3 separate regions of the Mus musculus genome follow, and regions 2 and 3 are each linked to region 1. A link is a contact called in public HiChIP or PLAC-seq data. All regions are on one chromosome and are shown on one strand. Each heading gives the region's core, a stretch centred on a gene start, on an enhancer-like site or on the middle of the called end of the contact. The rest is flanking DNA. Distances are from core to core; before and after follow the strand shown.

Region 1 (3,472 bases), core at 591-3,090:
AGAAATCTTTAAGCTATGTCATTTAATGAGGCTATTTTAGATTATATACTTCATTTTAAGTGAACTGTAATACTTCATGAAATTGTTCAGTTTGGTCAATAACATTGTCAAGTTAATGTTATTCATAGTGTACTGGCTAGTTTTATGTCAACTTGACACAGACTAAAGTCACCTGAGAAGAGGGAACATGTATTAAGCAAATGTTTCCATAAGATTAGGCTGTAGGCAAACCTATTGGGCATTTTCTTAACTAGTGAGTGATGGGGGAGGGCCCAGTCCTTTGTGGATGGGCTGATGGTCCTGGATTCTATAAGAAAGCAAGCTGAGCCAGGCGGTGGTGGCGCACACCTTTAATCCCAGCACTTGGGAGGCAAAGGCAGGTGGATTTCTGAGTTTGAGGCCAGCCTATTCTACAGAGTGAGTTCCAGGACAGCCAGGGCTACACAGAGAAACCCTGCCTCGAAAACAAAACAAAACTAAACAAAAAGAAAAGAAAAAAAGAAAAGAAAGAAAGAAGAGAAAAAAAGAAAGAAAGAAAGCTGAACCAGCAGCACCCCTCCGTGGCCTCTGCATCAGTTCCTGCCTTCAGGTTTCTGCCCTGCTTGAGTTCCTGTCCTAGCTTTCTTTGGTGATGAATGGCAGTATGAAGTGTAAGCCAAATAAATCCTTTCTTCCCCAACTTGCTTTTTTGTTTAAAAAATTATATTTTAGATTATATTAAAGGTAGCTTTATTGAGAAGCTGCCTTTGGGTGAGCTCTCTGACTTCGAGGATTGAGGCTGGGGGAGTCACCATGGGGAGAGAGGAGAGGGTGGGGAGAAGGAGAAAGGGCTTGTGTGCATAAAGATGAGAAAAGCCCTGAGTTGCTTTTTTGTCATGGTGTTTCATCACAGCAATAGTAACCCTAATTATTGTGCTAGGAACACATATTGTTCCTTGATTGTCCTATAGATGTTTCTGGGGTTTTATAGTGATATCTACTTCATTATTATCATTACTATTACTATTATTAATACTACATTTTATTCCTAATAATTCCTAATAATTTGGAACAAATTTCATCCCTAATAGTTTTTGTCAGACATGCTAGGGGTTTGTGAGGAGGATTTTTTGTTATTTATTTTTTGACATAGGGTCTCATTATTTAGCCCTGACTGTTTTGGAAGTCACTATGTAGAGCATGCTGACATAGAACTCACAGAGATCCACCTGCCTTAGTCTCTCCTGGATTCAAAGGCATATGCCACTATGCCTGGCTGGTGGATTTTTTTTTTCATATAAGCATTTTTATTTGTTTTTTAAATTATTTGTTTGTTCCAGTTATTTTATCATTTCTCTGATTTTCATTTTACTGATTTCTGTTCCTGTATTTTATTTCTATCCTTCTTGGTTTTTTTCCTCAGCTCAACCACAAACTCAAGTGAAGCAACATGTCATGTATTATTGTTGAAAACTATATATGTTACCCACTCATAATATTTTGTCAGATGTGTATTAGTAGTGATTATTTAAGTATAGGCACTGACATTTACATAAATTGTACCAAAAGAAATTCTTTCCAAAATAAGGTAATGAGAATGGTTGGTTTTTCTTGGCTTGTGGCTTATGATGTTACTTAGCGACCTCAAGTATTTCTGTAACCAAGTTCTTATTTTAAATTGACTCAGAAACCCCCTGATATTCATTATGGTATTTTGACCCTATGAACTCAGTAGGGTCATTTTCAAGTAGAGCCTATTTTCTTACTTGTTCCTTATTTCTTCAACTGCTGATGAGTGTAGGCAGTTGCTCAGAAGTAGTACTAAGGCAGATCTTAGAGTTCTTCTATAAATAACTAGATACTAGCTGTGGTTTCTTTCATTTTTGGGGGAAGTGGGAGAGACAGTGTATCTCTATGGAGCCTCAGCTTTCCTGGAACTTACTGTGTAGACCAAGCTGGCCTCAAACACACAGAGATCCACCCATTTCTGCCTCCAGAATGCTGGGATTAATTGTGCCCCCATGTCTGGTAAGCTGTGTTTCTTGACCATGGCTAACTTCAAGTCTGTTTATGAAGAAAAACTATGAGTATAATTATAATTCCAAAGCCAGGTCACTTGTGTCCATAATAAGGCCAATTTATATTTTAAATTAGTATTTTGATATTTTAAAATGTAATGGGAAATGCTCAAACATTTTAGTTAATATATAAACTGCTATTATTTTTAGTCTCTGGCGTAAGTGCTGTTATTTACAAAGGACATAAATTTGACAACTTAGAGGGGTTATGGAATTTTTTGAACAAATGAACATTCTATGTATCACAAACACATTGTGGTGGTATAATGGCCATTCTCTTGGAGCACAGTGGGTAGGGAGGCAGTGAAGCCCACAGGGAAGTAATATACTCATTCAAGGGCAAGTACAAACACTCTGGTGTTAATTGTATTACACTGAGAAATTATGGCAACATTCTCTTAAAGATAGCATAAGGAATATAGATAAGAAGAAATCTTGGGTTCTTTATGTAACAGTGTTTGTGACTTGATATTTTCTTTAATCTTTTTAAAAAAATTAAAAATAGATTCTTTTTTATTGGATATTTTCTTTATATTTCAAATATTATCCCCTTTCTCATTTTCCCCTCCAGAAACCTCCTATCCCATCCCCCCCCCCTGCCTCTAAGAGGGTGTTCCCCTACTCATCCACCTACTCCCATCTTCCCGCCCTGGCATTCCCCTACACTGGGGCATCGAACAACCTCAGGGCCAAGGGGTGCTCATCCCACTGATGTCCAACAAGGCTATCCTCTGTTACATATGCAGCCACGTGTACTCTTTGGTTGGTTGTACAGTCCCTGGGAGCTTCTGGGGGTGGGGGACGTCTGGCCTGTTGACACTGTTGCTCCCTCCATGGGGCTGTAAATCCCCTCAGCTCCTTCAGTTCCTTCTTCAACTCCTCCATTGGGCACCCTGAACTCAGTGGAGTGGTTGGCTGTGAGTATTCACCTCTGTATTTGTCAGGCTCTGGCAGAGCCTCTCAGGAGACAGCCATATCAGGCTCCAATCAGCAAGCTTTTCCCAGCATCCACAATAGCGTCCAGGTTTGGTGACTATATGGGATGGATCTGCAGGTGGGGCAGTCTCTGGATGGCCTTTCCTTCAGTCTCTGCTTCACACTTTGTCTCCATATTTCCTCCTGTGAGTATTTTGTTCCCCCATCTAAGAAGAACTGAAGCACACTCTGGTCTTCCCTCTTCTTGGGCTTCATATGGTCTGTGAATTGTGTCTTGGGTGTTTTGAACTTTTGGGCTAATATTCACTTATCAGAGAGTGCATACCATATGTGATTTTGTGACTGGGTTACTTCACTCATGATGATATTTTCCAGTACCATCCACTTGCCTGCAAATTACATGAAGTCATTCTTTTTAATAGCTGAGTAGTATTCCATTGTGTAAATGTACTACGTTTTCTGTATCATTGCTCTGTTGA
Region 2 (3,472 bases), core at 689-3,188, 200 kb before region 1:
GAATCTCATAAAGTAATATCTAAATTGTCTAGGACGTAATAAAAATTGCTAACTCTACCATGAAATATGAAAATTTCAACTTGTGCAAGTGAACAGGATCGACAGTTGCGAACACCGCGATGACACAGGCTTGGAGCCGTTTCATGATGATTTAAAAATACTTGCCATGTAAGTGCTCCAACAAGCAGTCATGAACACTATTTAAATTGCTGAAAAAATAGAAAGTTACATCAAAGAAAAAAGATACAGCTATGAGCCACATGGAAAGTTCAGAGATGCAAAGTACAACAGTGAAAATTAAGGTAAGTTCACTAGACTGGTAAGATGGCTCAGCAGTTAAGAGCATTGGCTGCTCTTCCAGAGGTTCTTTTGTTTGTTTGTTTGTTTGTTTTTTTTTGAGACAGGGTTTCTCTGTGTAGCCCTGGCTATCCTGGAACTCACTCTGTAGACTAGGCTGGTCTCGAACTCAGAAATTCTGCCTCCCAAGTGTTAGGATTTAATGTGGAAGCTACCACTTTCAGGCCCAGAGGTTCTTAGTACAATTCCCAGCAACCACGTGGTGGCTCAGGACTTCCTATAAGGGATCTGATGCCCTCTTCTGGCATTCGGGTGTACATGTAGCAGAGCACTCATACATTAAAAAAAAAATAATAATAATAATAAAAATTTAAAAGCTCACTAGATGTGTGCAATGCCAGATTGGAGACAAAGAAAAGAGCCAGTCTACAAAAGATAGACAACAGAAAAATATCCAAAATGAACCAGAGGAAAAACAAAGATTTTAAAATAATTAATAGTTTTGGGCATCTATGATAAAACTTAAACATCCACAAACCAAAAATTCAAGAAATGGCACAAACCATAAAAATAAACTTTAGGGCTGGGGAGGTGGCTTAGTCAATGAAGTGTTTTCCACAAAAGCACAAGGACCTGACTCTAGATTCCTAGCACTCATATGAAAAGCTAAGAATAATGACACATACCAGTAATTCCAGAGCTGGGGAGGTAGAGACAAGTGTATCCTGGGGGCTTTCTGCTCAACCAATTAGTTTAATCTTCAAGCTAAAGGTTCAGTGAAAGACCTTGTCTTAATAAACAAGGAGGAGTCAGGTGTCATATTTTGGTCCCTTAATCCCAGCACTTGGGAGTCAAAGGCAGGCTTGTCTCTATGAGTTTGAGTTCAGCCTGGTCTATATAGCAAGTTCCAGGCCAGTCAGGGCTACATAGTGAGACCCTGTCTCAAAAAACAAATAAACAAACAAAAACAACAACAACAAAAACAAGGTAAAGAAGCAATTGAAAACACCATCATTTTGGGGAAGTAACAGTGGCAGGAGCTAGAGACAGTTGATTACATTGCATGGTAGTCAAAAGGCAGAAAAGAAGGATTTAATATTGTCCTGAGCTTGAATTCTTTATTCTTACACAGTTAAGAATCTCCTGCTTAGGGAATGGTGCCTCCTACAGTAGGCTTGTCTCCACACCTCAAGTAAGGTAATCAAAATAATACTCCACAGACATGCTTACAAGCCAACTTCATCTAGATAGTCTTTCACTGGTATTCTCCTCCCAGGTGATTCTAGATTGTGCCAAGTTAAAGCTAACTATTCACCACACTATGTCTTCATCAATAGATTAGTACAATGATATATTCAAATTTTGAATAGACTATCAGTATGTGGTGGAACTGTGGAAGGTAATGAAGGCCTGAGTGGAGGTGATGGGCTGTTGGAAGTATGTTCTTAAATATATGTGACCCCAATCTTGTCTTGTCTCTGCTTCCTAGCTACTGTTAATTCTACCAAACAAGAGTAAAGACCACTACCAAAATTAGTCAAATTCTTAGCAAACTTTTTTATATGTGCACAATATAGCTGGTCTGGTGACTGCCTCTCTCTAAATGCAGGATTTGAGAGGACTGTCCCCAAAATAGGAGAAGTGGAGTTTTTATAGCCTCAAAACTGCAAGGCTAGGGGGTTTCCAAGGGCTGGGGATTTCCAGAGGAGTTTTAGTTACATAGAAACTTGTCAGAATATCTCAAAATTATTTGACAGAACATTTTATCTTATGAGGGTAGAGGTGTGAAGCCCAAGGCACAGTTTGGGTCCTGGACCAAGAAGAATTCCAAGGCTCAAGGTACAGACAGTCCAAATTCCAAAAACCATAAATCTAAGCTTTACAGAAAACAGAAGCAAACTTATTTTGACCTTGTAACAGGATGACTTCTAATTTTAATATGGAGCCAAGTTGGCTCATCACTACCAGGAAGAGAGCCGACCCTGCCATATGTTTCTGCTCACTATCATCAAATTCTGTCTTTCCTCAAGCTAAAAGCAAGCAGAAGATCCATCTACTTTGGAATGAAGTCTTTCATCAAACTAAATCTTTCTTCTTGTTGTATTTCCTGCAGGGCTAGCAATTAAATCCAGGGCTTCATAGCCACACCCCAACCCTCTGACTTTTTTTAAAAATTTATTTATTTATTTTTTTTATTACGTATTTTCTTCAATTACATTTCCAATGCTATCCCAAAAGTCCCTCACCCCCTCCCCCCCAAACCCCCTGACTTGTAAGGGGTTTTGTTTCTCTCAGAGATTTGTCACAGTGATGGAAAGCTAACTAGCACAAATATAAGGGGATGGCAAAAGAAATCTCTTTGTGGTCATGCCACATTTCTATATCATAAAAGATGGTTGCATGAAATCCCAACAATGTGTGCAATAACAGGTTTTGATCATATATTATGTTCATTGTAGACATCTAACTAAGAGTAAAGTTGGCTACACACATCCACTCTGGAGTATTTATGTTGCTAATTCCAAGATAAAATGTTAAAAAAAAAACCAAACTAATGAGAAATCAGTGAGATAAAGGAAGAATAGAGAAGCCAAAGGAATAATCTTTTATATAGACTTAAATATCCTAGGATTTGTTTGAACGGAGGTTGTTAAAGGACTTAGATGGGAAGGGCTCTGACACAGAAGTAGGGACAATAGCCTGACTGGAGTGTGTTTGAGAGAAACAGGAAGGCGAGGGATTAGGAACAATGAATATAGTGTGGAAGAGTGAAGGTATGCTTTGTAAGAAACACAACCAAATAAAATAAAATAAAACAAACAAACAAAAACAAAACCAAAAAAACTCAAACCAAAAAAACACTCAATAACAATAATTCTCATCTCAGTTTCCATGTTCTCTAAGTTACAAGTTAAACTGTAAATTATAGTTCATTGTCAAGAAATGCCTGATGAACATTCTTAGTAGGTTCTGGTGTAAAATATATGATCCTTCTCTGCTTTGTTTTGTAGTTCTGAATTATGTCATCCCCAGGGCCTCTAAGGGATAAATTATGCTACTTGTTAATAACCAGGGTGGCAAGGGACTGTGTTTGAAGATAAGACGGAAAAATAGTGCTACAGATTAATTAATAATGGGACACATCTGGATGTTTTCAGCTCCTAGACTCCAGTAA
Region 3 (3,472 bases), core at 317-2,816, 160 kb before region 1:
TCAAACTTTATATGCCCCAGTACGGGGGAACTCCAGGGCCAAGAAGTGGGAGTGAGTGTGTGTGGGGAGGGTCTGGGGAACTTTTGGGATAGCATTGGAAATGTAAATGAAGAAAATACCTAATTTAAAAAAAAAAAGAAAAAATTAACCCCCCCAAAATAGTATTATGAATAAGTGTGCTAACTAAACAAAACATGCTTATAGAATGCTTTTGTTCAATTTGTAACCTCTTAGGCATGTTGATAGAAATCTGTACTTGATATATCCACCAGACAGACCAAATACATGGCTGTGGCACATATTATAGAACAAATTATAAGCTGTAGATATGTCCATTTCACCTGGAAGAATATATGCCCAGCTTGTACTATCTTAAATAAACTGATAAATAATGAATCATCCAAAGAGTTATGTTGCTTTATCTGTTATGAGTAAGCTTGGCTGTAAACAATAACATCACTGCAGCTGATAACAAGAGAATATTTTTCCCTATTTCTCTCAGGTAAAGGAAATCTGGAGATGTGCTTCATGAGCGCTATAGCACTATCGAGCTCTCGCTAGTGATCCATTTCTTACACTTTTACCTTATGATCTTTAGCTAATGACTAGTTTATGGTCCAGATTGGTTGGTGGTGCTCCAGACCTCACATCTATTTTTTTTTCAGGATGGAGGAAAAGAACAAAGGAGGAGAGAATAAAAATGTTCTGATTAGCTAAGGTGTTACGTGGAAGTTTCACCCAATAGCCCACTCACATTCCTATGAACACAGCTTTAAATCATGGTAACACCCTATTGAAAGGGAGACTGAAAAATGTGGACTGTTGTTTGCTTTTGTTGTTTTTAAGACTTATTTTATGCCAGGCGGTGGTGGCGCATGCCTTTAGTCCCAGCACTTGGGAGGCAGAGACAGGCAGATTTCTGAGTTCAAGGCCAGCCTGGTCTACAAAGTGAGTTCCAGGACAGCCAGGGCTATACAGAGAAACCCTGTCGAAAAAAACCAAACAAAACCAAACAAAAAACCAAAAACCAAAAACCAAACAAACAAAAAACCCTGTCTCAAAAAAATAGACTTATTTTAGTTTTATTTCTGTGTGTGTACATGTCTTTGTAACAATATACTGTGTGTGTATGCACGCGTACCCTCCAAGGCTACCTATAACTACCTAGAGTTATAGGTAGTTGAGTTGTAAGCTGCCCATGTAAATGCTGGTCTTCTGGAAGGGCAATGAGAACACTTCACCACTGAGACATCTCTTTAGACCATTTGTTTGTTGTTTGTTTTTGCTAGGCACATTACCTATGTTTTAGTTACTAAGGAAGAAAGAAATAGAAGATGTTGAAGGGTAACAAATTGCTTCTGCTTCGGTTGCATATTAGCCGTGAGGCTCTTACTAAAATCACTACTACCACAATGAATTTTGAGACCAAGGCAGGAGCAAAATACCTTGCAAATTAATGGAAGAGCAAAACAGGAAAGATACATTGTGCAGTTAAGGGTTCTATTTGCAGTAAAGACAGTTAAGAATAAGTTCCTGTTTGTCCTGTGTTAAATCCTACTTAAAGAATAAGTTCCTGTTTGTCCTGTGTTAAGCCTTTGCAAGTTAAAGTTTCCATTTGTAATTAAGATTAAGTTCCTGTTTCTTAGATCTAATGTAAATTGCAAAACGTGTTTTTCAACCTACACTAAACTTGTGACTCTATTCACGTGATGTCTATCCTTACTCTTCTTCCTTCCCTTTCATTGTCTCTTTCTAAAAAGTTAGAGCAGCCAACTCTCCTGCCCTGGTAAACAGTATTATGTCTCCTATAAAAGGGACGTCAAGAGGCCAGTGGGGTTGTTCTCTCACATTTTGATTTAGGGAGAGACAGCTGGCTGCCCAGATCTGGATAAATGCACTTTACTTTAATTGGACAGTTGTGGATTTGGTCTTTTCTCTTCACGGTTCACAAGTTTAACATTTGTAGGAAGTTAAGTATAAATACTGCAGAAAAATGATTTGCATAAGGTGGGTGTTAGTTTTTTTTTTCCTCAAGAGAAGTGAAAACTTTTTACTGAGGTGAAATTCATGTAATATAAAAGTCACCATTGAAAGCATATAGTTTACTGGTAACAGTTCTCTCTATCTAGATCCAAAACACTTTCAGGATAACATAAGAAAACCCCCAACCCACTGAGGGTCTGCTCATCCCCTCTTGCCTCTAATAACTGCCAATCCTAACCCTAAATGCCCAAATATGACAGTAGGATCTGAATGAAAAAGGACATGGCTGCTCGAAGGTATGGCTGACGAGAAGGTTTTTATTTTTCTTTAAACAATTATTTATTCATTTTAGGAATATGAGTACACTGTAGCTGTCTTCAGACACACATATCAGATCCCTTTACAAGTGGCTGTGAGCCACCATGCGGTTGCTGGGAATTGAACTCAGGACCTCTGGAAGAGCAGTCAGTGCTCTTAACCTCTGAGCCATCTCTCCAGCCCTTCCCCCCCCCCTTTATTTATTTATTTTTTTTTTTGGAGAAGGTTTTTAATTGTAGATTTGAAAGAGTAGAGCCAGAGGCATCTAGAAGAGCCCAGAGCATGGGGAGAGAGTGGTGGACTAGAAAAAGCCACTAGACAGAACTGAGAGGGGTTAGGGGAGAGTGAGAAAGAAATAGACGAGGGAGGAGAGGGCAAGCAGAGCAAGAGAGGAGCCGAGGACCACGAGAAGAACCGAGAGGTCAAAGAGAACCAGAAAAGCCCTAGGCTGAAATGGCAGAGTTATATAGGAAAGAGAAGCTGAGGGAAGTAAGGTAAGGGAAGCCCCTGGGCTGAAGATTAGGGTAGGGGATAGGGTGAAAAGAATGGAGAGAAGCCAAGGGAACTGAGGGGACTTGGTGGCCAGCATGTGCTTTGGTGTGCTAATAGATCCATTTGCCCTGGATCTGACAGGATTCTCTTAGCAAGGGCAGTGCCATCTCACTGGCTCACATTCTAAGCAAAGGGCCCCAGCACTAATCAGGAGGCAGACCTTATCAGTTGGCTCTACAGCTAATAATAGTTCCTTGACTTTCTTTGAAGCAACAGTCTCTGCCCACACAATGTCTGCTAGCTCAACTAAGCCATTTATGACAAACCTATTCCTTGCTGACCTGGATTCTCTTGCAGCCAGAAGTAGCCACTTAACAAGCTCCAAACAATGAGACCTATGAACAAGTTCCATGACTGGGTTCCGGGAAATAGGCTGGAGAAGATTTTGCTCTCTTGATTAAATGAGATAGGTTTCCTGCTGTGCCTTGCTCTGAAATTAGGCCTTACAGTTGGAGCTTTAGGATCTGTCAGTCAGTTGTAACATATTAGGAGATGCAGTTCTTACATCCTAAAGGAATAAAATGCCTGCTAAATGAACAAGATAGTTTAGCCATGGGATGCAGGTTTGTGTTACTTAGCGTAAGTACATCTAATAAAGCTGCTACATTCCTTTTCAGTA

What was found. HiChIP or PLAC-seq counts read pairs in DNA pulled down with a chosen protein or histone mark.
Region 2: an H3K27ac HiChIP or PLAC-seq map of microglia shows a contact between it and region 1, with 8 times the contacts expected there. The contact joins two enhancer-like sites. A contact is called at or near these places in 1 of 15 datasets of contacts at CTCF or cohesin (large pre-B cells), 26 of 484 Hi-C or Micro-C datasets (the 3T3-L1 cell line, B cells, CD8 T cells and 19 more) and 1 of 115 datasets of contacts at active chromatin or transcription factors (microglia).
Region 3: a contact with region 1 is called in an H3K27ac HiChIP or PLAC-seq map of microglia, with 5 times the contacts expected there. The contact joins two enhancer-like sites. A contact is called at or near these places in 2 of 39 promoter capture datasets (embryonic stem cells and liver), 2 of 115 datasets of contacts at active chromatin or transcription factors (the 230-238 cell line and microglia) and 1 of 9 other capture datasets (pancreatic islet).

What each region holds. Positions count from the first base shown.
Region 1 is chrX:20,145,614-20,149,085 of GRCm38.p6, reverse strand. All of the region lies in intron 12 of Slc9a7 (solute carrier family 9 (sodium/hydrogen exchanger), member 7), which reads left to right. Among named protein-coding and RNA genes, the nearest start is that of Chst7, 88 kb to the right of the region's middle. Within about 2 kb of position 1,840, at least 8 of the 459 cell types and tissues checked have an H3K27ac peak or open chromatin away from gene starts, as enhancers often do. A contact at or near this core is called in microglia, where this site is marked.
Region 2 is chrX:20,343,662-20,347,133 of GRCm38.p6, reverse strand. No RefSeq gene overlaps it. Among named protein-coding and RNA genes, the nearest start is that of Rp2, 19 kb to the left of the region's middle. Within about 2 kb of position 1,938, at least 10 of the 459 cell types and tissues checked have an H3K27ac peak or open chromatin away from gene starts, as enhancers often do. A contact at or near this core is called in microglia, where this site is marked.
Region 3 is chrX:20,305,650-20,309,121 of GRCm38.p6, reverse strand. No RefSeq gene overlaps it. Among named protein-coding and RNA genes, the nearest start is that of Slc9a7, 16 kb to the right of the region's middle. Within about 2 kb of position 1,566, at least 23 of the 459 cell types and tissues checked have an H3K27ac peak or open chromatin away from gene starts, as enhancers often do. A contact at or near this core is called in microglia, where this site is marked.